Regions from separate parts of the Mus musculus genome. Here region 1 is linked to region 2. A link is a contact called in public promoter capture Hi-C data. All regions are on one chromosome and are shown on one strand. The core of a region is the stretch at or near the end of the contact, and the rest is flanking DNA. Distances in the headings are between cores, read along the strand shown.

Region 1 (5,354 bases), core at 676-3,175, 2.1 Mb after region 2:
TTTTAGCACCACGCCGCGGGGCGCTGAGAGAATGAAAGGCCGGAGGAGGCGAGGCCGTACATCTTGAACTTAACGCCTTTCTCTGCCTCTCACCCAGGGGCAGGGAAGCATTTCCTGCCGGCCCCCAAGCTGGGGTAAGGGAATGCTTCTTTGGACGAGAGGCTGGCAGCTCCACTGGCTTACCCTAGCCTCCTAGATCGCCCCAGGCTAGAGGAGAAGGGCATAGTTGGGCCAATGGGGAAGTTCCAAAAACCCGATTCTGGGGTCAAGGGCTTGGGTTTGGCTCCTGTCCCTCCAAGTAACCGGAGTGTGAAGCTGGGCAGCACCAGATTCCAGGAGAAGGGGAATGGCCATTCCTAGGTTTTCAGCTCTGGGCCCAAGCGTTCCGGCCGAATTTGTCTTTTCTTTTTTCTTACAACCAGGACTCCCGCCCCTCCAGAAACTTTGAAAAACGCATGGGGGATCGTAAACTCGAACTTCGCCGGTTAATGGGCTTATTTATTGGCTCTGGCGGCTGCTTATTTTGGATGCCTTACAAACATCCGTGCTATCTGCAAGCGAGCCACTTTTCCTCCCTGCCCCTCCCCCCCGCGTGGGCCGCGCTGAGCAGGCTGGGCTAAGGACCAGGGCTTGGGGGTACTCAGGGCCACGAGAAAGTGCAAGCACGGGAGGAGGGCTGCTCGCTGGTGTTCTCATCCCCCAAGTCTGGGTGAGCAGGGGCCAGAGCTGAGGACGTCTTGGTGTGGGGCCCTAAGCCGGACGTGGATTTTTACAGCATCCCCACGCCCAAATATTAAAAACAAGTTCAGAAGGTCAGCCTGCCGTCAGTTTGGGCCAAGGCCTACGGCTGCCGCGCGGGCTTCTGGTCCTCTGCTCCTTCCTTGTGGGTCTGTCTGTCTGTCTGTCTGCCCGTCTGACTTGAGCCCTCGGTTGAGCTCTGCTTACCCAGGGAGTCCTTCTCCGGCGAAGCTTTACTGTTTTCTGAAGGGGCTGGAGACAGCTCCTCAGCCGCCGAGGATGACGCGTGTGCCTCCTCGTCGCCCTGCGAGCCGCCGCCACCGGTGCAAACCAGAGTGGGTGGTGGCGTGGAGTCTAGGACTCGCTCCTTCCCGGCTGCCTCGGTCGAGCCAGAGGCCAGTGCGGGCGGCGGGTCGAAACCGCGCCCCGGGGGCTGCGCAGGAAAGGGACTAGCGAGCTGCTGCGTGCCGCCGCCGCCACTGCCGAAGCCCTTGGCCGTGCCGTAGGCCTGCGACAGGCGGAAGTAGCCGGGTACTGGCACTCCGCTGGAGGCGCCCAGGGCGCAGCCGTCGGGCGGCGGGCCCCGCGGGAAAGGGGCCAGATCAGCGGCGGCCGAGCCCTTGGGGCATTTGTCCGCAGCATCGTAGAGGCAGTAGGAGCTCTCTTCTTTGATGTTCTGCGCAAAAGAACACGAAGTGGCCTGTGGCTGGGGTTGAGGTGGCTGCGGCGGGGGCGGCGGCGGCTGCTGCTGCTGCTGCTGGGGTTGTGGCTGCGGTGGCGGCGGCCCGTCGGGCGGCTCCATCCGGCAGGAGCGGGGCGCGTCCAGCCACAGGTCTAGGGGCGCGGGCGCGTAGCCATGCGTCCCAGGACCCAGGCCCCCGCTGCCACCACCGCCACCGCCTCCGGGCGACGGCGCTTCATTACGCTTGCTGCCCAGCGCGGGGAAGAGCCCGCAGCTTTGCAGCCCGTAGGGCAGGTCGCTGGCAGGCGGCAGGTAGACCCCACCGTGGGCGTAGTAGCCACCTCCACCGCCCCCCGCGCTACCGCCACCAACACCAGCCTCGCCTCTGCCTGAGCTGATGAGCGAGTCGACCAAAAAGGAGTTCGCGGCAGGGCTCTCCGAGCATGACATTGTTGTGGGATAATTTGGCGAAGGGAGCAGATAGCCCTTTCTGGCTGACATTTCTTGTGCAAAACATGCTGAATACGATTAGCAATCCCCCCCGCACCGCGGCGGGCGCTTGCAGCCAATCCCGAGCCAGAGTTTCCACGCGACCACTCCCAGTTTGGTTTCGTAGGCGCGGGGCCGCTCTCTGAGGGCGCCCTCGGAGCCCGCGATTGATATAAATATGTAATCTGTATTGATGGGCCAGAAGACGCACGCCTGACACCTATGGCTCAAAGGCCGGAACTGTGGGGGCTGCCTCAAAGTGGAGGTTGGGGGACCTGGCTCTTGAACCTGTACCCCCCCCCCCCCCATGCAAGGGACTATTTGGAAGCACCCTTGGGCTCTGCGCTGTTAACAAGTGGAGTGTTTATGATGTGCACCCCAGCCAACCTTGGGTGCTCCCATGTCTGCTATGGAGTGGCCATGAGTCCCCGTCGCCTTGATCATTTAAACGGGCCCTGTAGCAGGCTAGCTATCCTATACATTTCTGGGCCTGGAGCTGGCCTCAATTCTTAAGTTTGGCTTCCCAAAGTGGCTGGTAAAAAAGTCATACTAAGGCTGTCAAGATCTTTGGACGGTCCAGAACCTACAGTAAACCAGTACGGCCTCAAACATCTCACAAAGAATGAATATTGTCCGAAATCCATCGGCCGATGATCAATGCCTGGATCCTCTGTCCTCACTGTCTTACACCATCCTCTGGTCAGTGAAGGTTTTTCTCCTTCACTGTGATCAATCGGTTCATGCTCTCTACTCCTGTCATCCAACCTTGCACAGCTGCCTTAGTGAGGTGAAAAATCAATAGACTGGCAAGAGCCCACCACCACCACCACCACCACTCCCGACCTCCCAAACCACAGTTCAGAGGCAAACGCATACTCCCCATCCTCTACCTTTAGAGGACTAGAATGCTGGCTTTGGGTCTCTGGCCTTTCTGTGCTGGCAGAACTGGAAGGAAAACCTTGGGAGAATGTGTCTAGCAAATACCTCCGCCACACTGCTTTCTCTCTCGCTCTCCTTTGAGCCTAAACATTCCTTGGCTCCAGGAGGTTCTGACCAAACCTGTCTGTACCCCACTCTACCCCCAAAGACATGGCGAGGGCAGTCCTTTTCCCAGCCATTTTTGTCGTATACTGTGCACATTTTAACAAGGTGGTGATGAGGAAGTCCATTCCCTAGGAGGCTGAGCTGGGTTTGGGCCCTATTATAAGAGACTCTAGAGCCCAGGGTGCTACCTTTGGGCAATTGAAAATGGTCAGCCTACGGCATGCTAGCCCCCAAATGTGGACCTTATATCAAACTTAGGAAAGGTGACCTTTTTCGGCAGGATCCATGGAGCTTGCATAGTGGATGCTTTACTTCTGACCTGTGGGTTACAGGGTCTCCAGGATGCCCCAGTCCTGCCAGCTCCAGTTGGAACTAGAGAGCTACTGACTGCCCAGGACCCTTGAACCACATTGTTCAGACCTCTGCAAATGGCAGGGAGAGAGTCTTGCTTTTAGTTGGCTATATTCTGGTTCCTCCCAAAAGGAATCCAGGACAAAAACAACCCTGATAGCACTCTGAGAGGGAGAGGACACAGGGAAGCTGACCAGGTAGAGGCTAGGCTCTGGCTTCTGAGATGCAAGACACTGCAGTTGGTTGCAGCTGCTTGGCAAGCCCACACCCAGGAGGCTATGCCTCTGCTAATACTCAAGAGGAATCTCTGCCAGTTCTACCTCTGTCTCTCGAGAGGTGATGGGTGGGAGGCCTGGGTATCTGAGCATCTAAATGTAAAAGAAAGGGATAAAGAAAGAAAGAGGGACAGAAGGGGAAGAAGGAGGCAAGGAGACAAGGGAGGAAAGGAAAGAGAGAAAGAAATTCAGATGAGCAGCAGCTCTCTGCAGACAGCCTCTCTGGAAAATAAAAGCTGGGTCTATGTGAGACACCATTAACTATCTGATTTGCTTCTGTACCCAAGGCCAAGGCAAATTTTCACACAGATAGGCCTTGTTACCCTACCTTAAGCTTCCAGATGTGCGTGGTCCTTGCTCTGTTCACTAGATAGGTGGAACTCCTGTGTTCAACAGTGCCACCTGGAAATGTCCTGAATCTGGGACTGCTTGAAAAGGCACTTGACTCTCCAGCACTTCTGATACCTCTCTGGAAAGCTGTTATGTGGGAAAGTGGGTCCCAAGAGCGCTGACTATTCCTTGAGGAAAAGGAGCTCTAGTAGGTCAGCAGGCCTGTGAGCCAGGCTCCTGAGCCGTCCCTGTCTGGATCTCACACAAAAAGGAGTTTCCCTGGCTGAGGTTTTTAAAGAACCAGTGGCCATTGAAGAGTGTGTTGGAGATAACAGAGGCTACAAGGATAAGGTAAAAGACAGTGATAGAGACAGCATCTTTCTTAACCTTCCAGGGTTACAGGGAACCTTCTGAGTAGTCCAAGGGTAGTTCTGACTTATCTTGTAAAACAAAACAAAACAAAACAAAACCCCCTACATCTGTGCATTCCCATGATTTGACCCATCATTTTCCAAGAGTTCATATCACCCACCGCAAGCCGTTCCCTCAAATTCTCTAGAGGGCTCTCCTTGGACTCAGCGGGCCCCTGCCTATTTGTCTGGTAAGACAAGCCAGGTGCCCAACTGCAAGCTACTTAGGTTAGTCCTAGCCAAGGCCTTGTAGGATAGCCAAATGGGTTTCTAGGTTGTATGGGATTCAGAAGCCCGCACTTGCTGGGCAAGGTTTAAAGGCTCGGCTCCAGTACTGCATTACACTACAACGGCTGCCTCTACTAAAGAAGGAGGAAACTGGATCACTTGCTACCAGCCTCACAGACCATGGCATTGGTAATTGAATGTTCACCAACCTTTTTGGGAGCAGTTACGTTGTTCTCAACATTCCCCTAGCAAGAAACCAAACAGGGTGCTTAATTTAGGGTTTCCTTTCTTTTCCTGTTCAGTGTGTGAGCCTTTATAGCAACCCCTCTCTGACTGGGGATCTCGGTCCTACTCTCATTGAGACTGGCTGAGCAAGGGAACAACAGAACCTACCATGGACCACCGCCCAGTATCTGGCAGACTGGACTGGAGTGGTTGTCTTAAAGTAAATACAGTGACTCAGAAGCTCAAGTTAAATGTGGCGGTGGGCTGAGTGCCTGCTGGGCTTTTTTGAGTCTGGAGCCCCAGGCATCCCTCAGGCAGCCTGAAGGCTCCAGTGTCTCCCTAGACTACAACAATGAGGTGTTAGCCTCCTCAATAAAAATATTCTGTTTATTGAGCTCCTTGCCTTTATGGAGATTCACCATCCCTGGGAGATTAAGTCTAGCCATCCCCCTTTCTTTCTTTTCTCCTTTGCCCTTCCCTTTAGCAGCTGAATTCCCCTTTCCTTCTTGGGATGCCTTTGACCTAAAACCCTTGGTGCCTGCTGGCCTTAACCAGGCCTGTTCAGCAATCACATCGATGCCG
Region 2 (5,229 bases), core at 2,711-5,210:
ATGTCTGATAGATGAGCTATGTGGTATTTTAATAGCATCGTATTCTGCATCATCAGGTAGGAGCTGGTGCTAATATTTTACTCCCAGCACTTTCCAACAATAAATGTGTGAATAAGTAAACAGGTATATGAATGAAATTGTCGATGGTGAGGGGGTAAAGAGTAGTTTCAGTAGAGAGGTGGGCATAAAAATCAAACTCCAATGTCTAAAATACATGATGGACACACATATACATGTATACATACATACACAATACATTCTTTTGTAAGAAAGAAAAAAAAACCCAAGTGTTTCAATTCTTAAAGTTGATGGCTTTAATTGTAATGGTTTTTTAAAAAAATATGAACTACTACTGTTTTCTTTAGTTGCTAGTTCAGGAGAAGATTCTGCTAAGAACACAGCTTGTTTATTTTGGATTGTTGGCCAGTGAGACTTCAGGGAGATTAAAATTACAAGAAAAGGCCCTGACAGCTATCTATGTAAGCAAGGTTAAAACAACATTATTCGCAGTCAGCTGCGGTCCTAGGCTTTGCAAAGCCATGCTGTTGGAATGCTCAGAGATTTGGGGACCAGGAGATCTCGGGGCAGCCAGGTGAGATTAATCTGGAGAAGCTTTAGAAAGGAGATAATTTTAAGCTGTTTTGAAAGGAGACTATTCTAGTCAGTTGGCAAAGAGTCTTAGAGCACAGGATTAGGTATTTTAATTTGATTACTTGCGATAATTTGGAGCTACCCCAGTGTTGTGAAGAGACCACGTAAGTGCTTCCTGGAAGATGAGTCATCTCCACAGTTCCTACCTCTGATGTACCATGTAACTACCTGGAGAGCCCAGAAACGCACTGTTACCCAGGTTGTACCCTAGGTCAGTGCATCTAGGGAGGTACCCAGGCATGAGTGGTATTTTGTGTTTGGTCTTCTCTTTGTTGTTAAGTTCTTAGGGTGATTCTGATAGCCAAAAATGGCATAAGTTTCTCTGAGTGTAGGGCAAACTGTAAGCAGGTATAGAACAGGCCAGAATTAGAAAGGTTAGCAAGATGGCGGAAACTGGGGAGACCAGCATAGCCTTGTGTACAGAGATAAAAGACTGAAAGGAAACTATTCTGGAGGGAGCCTTGCTCAGGCTGGGCGATGCTTGTCAGTTGCAATTTTTCACAAAGCTATCCTCTAAGAACACAGTAGCTCTTATGATGGATCACTTGGAAAATGAGCACATAGGATGTGATTTTTATTTTTATTTTATTTTTTTAACATTTGGGGGCTCTTGCTATTAGAAAAATTCCTCTGTTTCTGTAAGAGCACATTTGGTCAAAGGAGACACACCATCATATAAAGTTTTACTAATACACTTAAATATTCTTATTTTATTTTTGTGTACTTTATGGGTATTTTATCTACATTTTATGTAGGAGCATCACATGCATTCTGGGTGCTCTCAGAGACCAGAAAAGTGTGTCAACTCACCTGGAACTGGAGTTACAGACGATTGTGAGCTGCCATGTGGGTGCTGGGAATCCAACTCAGGTCCCATGAAATAGCAGCAAGAATTGCTCTTAATCACTGAGCTGTCTTTCCAATCTCAGCATATTTATATTTGAGGGAGGAAAATAAAAGCTAACTGATAAATGTTGGGATTTTTTTTAATTCTGATTTTTTTTTGGTTGAGTTACAGCTAGGATATAGTGAAATTACGATCCATTTAGACTTTAGAGTTGAGATTAACCTTGAAGGAAGAGGAAAGTCAGGCCATCAACAACACTGAAGAGAAGGAAGAGGAAAGTCAGGCCATCAACAACACTGAAGAGAAAGATGCAATGTCATTTTCAACCCTAACTGTCTCCTTCCCTGGAATGAAGCTTTGTAACAGGTGCGGGAATGGATAGGTGGTGTTTCAGGAATGACATTCTCTCAGAAAGATGAGCTGGCAAGCAAGGGCAGGGGTTTCCATGTTCAAGTCAGATCATTTCCAATGGACTCTGGCATGTCCCACTTTTACAGTTTAGAAGAAGGGCAGAATGTCTCAAGGTGGGCTATTATTTATAATAAGAAGTACTGCTTCATGGTATAACCGGTACAGGAGTGTTTGATAAAACAGACACTGACAGAAAACTTCACTGGCAAAAACTCCTAGAGAAGAAGTGACTGAAGACAGCCATTGAAGCAAAATCATTTTTCTGATCTTCAGGATGAGTTCGGGACAGTGATCAGCCTCTATAACGTTCAGATGCACGGGGACAAGAGTGTTGGCAAGGGCTGGTCCTAGAGGTCTGCTTGCTGTGATTTGACAGAGATTCTCTACTTCCTCCTCAAACCTCCTTCAGCCAATTTCCTCCTGTTTGTAGGGACGGAGTAGAGTGTGACAGGCTAGTACACTGTTTCCACTGGACCTTTGAGAGAATAAAGGTACAATATAGGGAGCAGCATATCCAGAAATGGCAGTCACTTCCTGCCCCTCTACAGAGCAGCTACAATACTGGCTAGAAAAGTCTGTGGTGAAGTGGGAATTGAAAGGGCAACCTTCTAAAGGTTTACAGGTCTGGGGTAGAGTGCTGTAGGAAGGAGCCACTGAGTATCCAGAAAAGTAAGAAAACCCCGAAGAGTCCACACCACCGTGAGAGGTCAAACCATGATACTCTCTGCCTATGTCTTACTTCTCACCTTTGGGCACCGAGCCCACTCGGTCTCATTTCACAAGGTGAACTTGGCTATAGGGGACCACAATACCTACCCAAAGTTACTCCGTGCTCCTCGGCACATTCCACTTTTCTTAATTGCTTCCAATTTCCTTTTCTCAGGTTTGCTGTTCCAGGAAAAAGGGTTCTAAATTAACGCTCTACAAAGTCCCCCTACATGTTGGTTTGCAAAATTAATGATCCTCATGGCAGAGCAAATTAATCTTTGATGCTTGGTTGACGCTAAAGACAAAACTCACTGGGGCCCTCTTAAGACACAGAATCAGAGTCGTCCCCCACCCCCGCCCCTTTTCCCTTCCGTGCCAGCTACATCCACAAAGTAGGCAGTGCATTACATCTCAGAAGCCCATCTCTGAATCTTGTCGTCAGTCTGTGCAGGGGCTGTGCAAGGTGCTCAGAAGCTAGGAGAGGCTACGCAGTGGAAGCCACCAGATAGATGGTCACAGGAGAAGTTCCACTTGCACTTTCTACAGCTACTGAGGAGACGTGTTGCTCCACTGAAAGAACACTACTTGCTTCAATTTTAGGGAGACTATGACAGCATCTGCGAGAGCCCACAGCACAGGTCTGAGGGCTTGCAGAGAGATCTCAGAAAGGACTGGAAGCTCTCGCACTGCTACTGTAGTTCTAGCCAGAAGCGTTTGCTACATTGCAATGCTCAATTCCTTTTAGCTTAAAAAAAAAAAAAAAATTAAAGCTACACGCCTGTCAAAAGGACACTTTCTGAGAGGGCACCCATCAGCAATCATCCCACTCCGCGCAGGGTCGCGGCTGGAGGCACGGTACTCCGTCCTCCTCCTCCCAGGTCTGGGAAAGCCAGATGTTTGGGAGGGTCTGGCTAAGCCCGCTCCACGATCCCGCCCGAGCCCTGGCACTATGAAAGAAGCTAGTGTCCTTTCATTTGTCGGGTGTGAACCATAGCCTCGGGTTGGGCCTTTGGGAGAAAATTCAGTCCCCCTTCAAGTCCACCTCCGAGTCAGGGCTGTAAGAAGAGTGGCGGGCGCGGGCTCCAGGACTCTCGCGTCTCCTTTGTGCTATAAGCCGCTCTCGGCCGGTTCCCGCTCCTCTCCCACAGAACGTGGAGGACGCGCGCTGGGCCAGGGCGACCCTAAGGGACCCGCCCGCAGGGCCCTCTGGTGGTAGCACCTGGCGGCCAGGCCACAACCGAGGGGCGGGGCCGGGCTGGGCGGGGGTTGGCGGGGGAGGGGGGGAATCTCCGCGCGCACGAGTCCGCGCGCTCGCCGCGTCCGGCGCACGCGCGAGGCCGGGAGGAGCGCGCCCCGGCGGCGACGGCGGGAGCGGAGCGGCTGAGAGAGGCTGGCCGCGCGGGCCGGCGGGCAGCGGCAGCGCCCGGAGCCGGGCGAAGGGCGAGGCCGGCGGGGACGGCGGAAGTCGCCCGCCCGACCGCGAGCCCCTGAGTCGGTAGATGGGGCTGCGCGGCGCCCGCGACTGATGAGTGGAGCGGCGGCGCGGAGGCGGCCGAGGTGCGAGCCGGTGAGTGGCGGCCCCACGCGGTGCGGTAACGGCCGGCCCCGGAGCCCCAAGCCCGGCGGCGCCACGCGGGCCCCGCCCCTGCCACCTGGGCGCGGGAGCCGTGGCGTGTCCCTCGCGCGCCCCTCGCCCCACGCGTCCCCCGCGGGCCGCCCCTTCCGGGCGGGGCCGGCCGCCTCCCTCTGCGGCGCGGGCGCCTCGGCGTGGACCCGGGCGGGCGAGCGAGCGGGCTGGCGCTGGGACTGACACCTTTGGGGGCTCAGAGATCCCGGGGAGGAGGCTTGCTGCAACTCCTGCTGCCACTTCCGAGCCACGAGGTTCCAGTTGTTTGGCTAAAGTGGCGGTGGGCGAGCACACGCCTCTGCGGGGGCGGTCGCCGCTCAGCGCGTGCTCTCCGAGCTGGACACATTTGCCTGAAAGCAGAAAGGTGCCTGCCTTCTCTTCCCCCACTTCTATTTTGGCCGGACGGCAGGCCGGAGGGGAGTAGATGCAAGATCGGACAGCGCGGTGACAGCTTGTGGATTGGTTGGGGTGTCTTTGGTTATTTTTCTTGCTGGGGGGACTCTTTTTTTTTTTTTTTAACACTTTATTGGGAGTTTATTCTCAAGGTACCAGTTCCTGGGATCGCAGCTCGAGAAAACATTCATTAAGCTCCCCTTTTCTGGGGTGAGTATTTGTGTAGGTGGGGAGAAGGGTGAGGAAGAGACTCAAGGCTGTAGGCAAGGCTCAGAAAATTCTCCGCATTACTCAAAAAGCAGCCGGTTAAGGTCAGGCTAGCCATGCTTTTACTCTTTTCCTACGCCTCTGGGAATTCTTGGAATTTTACTTTAGCCCTCCTGAATGGGGTTCCTTGTCATATAGCTGACAGCATTCGGGGTGCGTTAAATTGGTCTTCACTTGGAATATGAGTTAGCAGCCATTTCTTCCCATGTGGTGTTTCAGGTCATTATTTCTTTTTTGGAAACTTACATACGTCTCATGTGTACTAAAACTATCTCAGCCTTGGTTAAGGGTAAATTTTGGTACACTGGTCAAACAATGCACCAGC

The links. Promoter capture Hi-C pulls out the DNA fragments that hold promoters and counts their contacts.
Region 1: a contact with region 2 is called in a promoter capture Hi-C map of pre-B cells, with 5 times the contacts expected there. The contact joins the promoter of Hoxa10 here to the promoter of Mpp6 in region 2.

What each region holds. Positions count from the first base shown.
Region 1 is chr6:52,233,014-52,238,367 of GRCm38.p6, forward strand. It overlaps Hoxa10 (homeobox A10), which reads right to left and starts at 1,926. Exons shown (of 2, transcript NM_008263.3): 1 at 946-1,926. The coding sequence starts at 1,921.
Region 2 is chr6:50,106,281-50,111,509 of GRCm38.p6, forward strand. It overlaps Mpp6 (membrane protein, palmitoylated 6 (MAGUK p55 subfamily member 6)), which reads left to right and starts at 3,961. Exons shown (of 13, transcript NM_019939.2): 1 at 3,961-4,184. It overlaps Gm38805 (a long non-coding RNA gene), which reads right to left and starts at 3,877. Exons shown (of 3, transcript XR_869061.1): 1 at 3,660-3,877; 2 at 2,726-2,797; 3 at 1,375-2,384.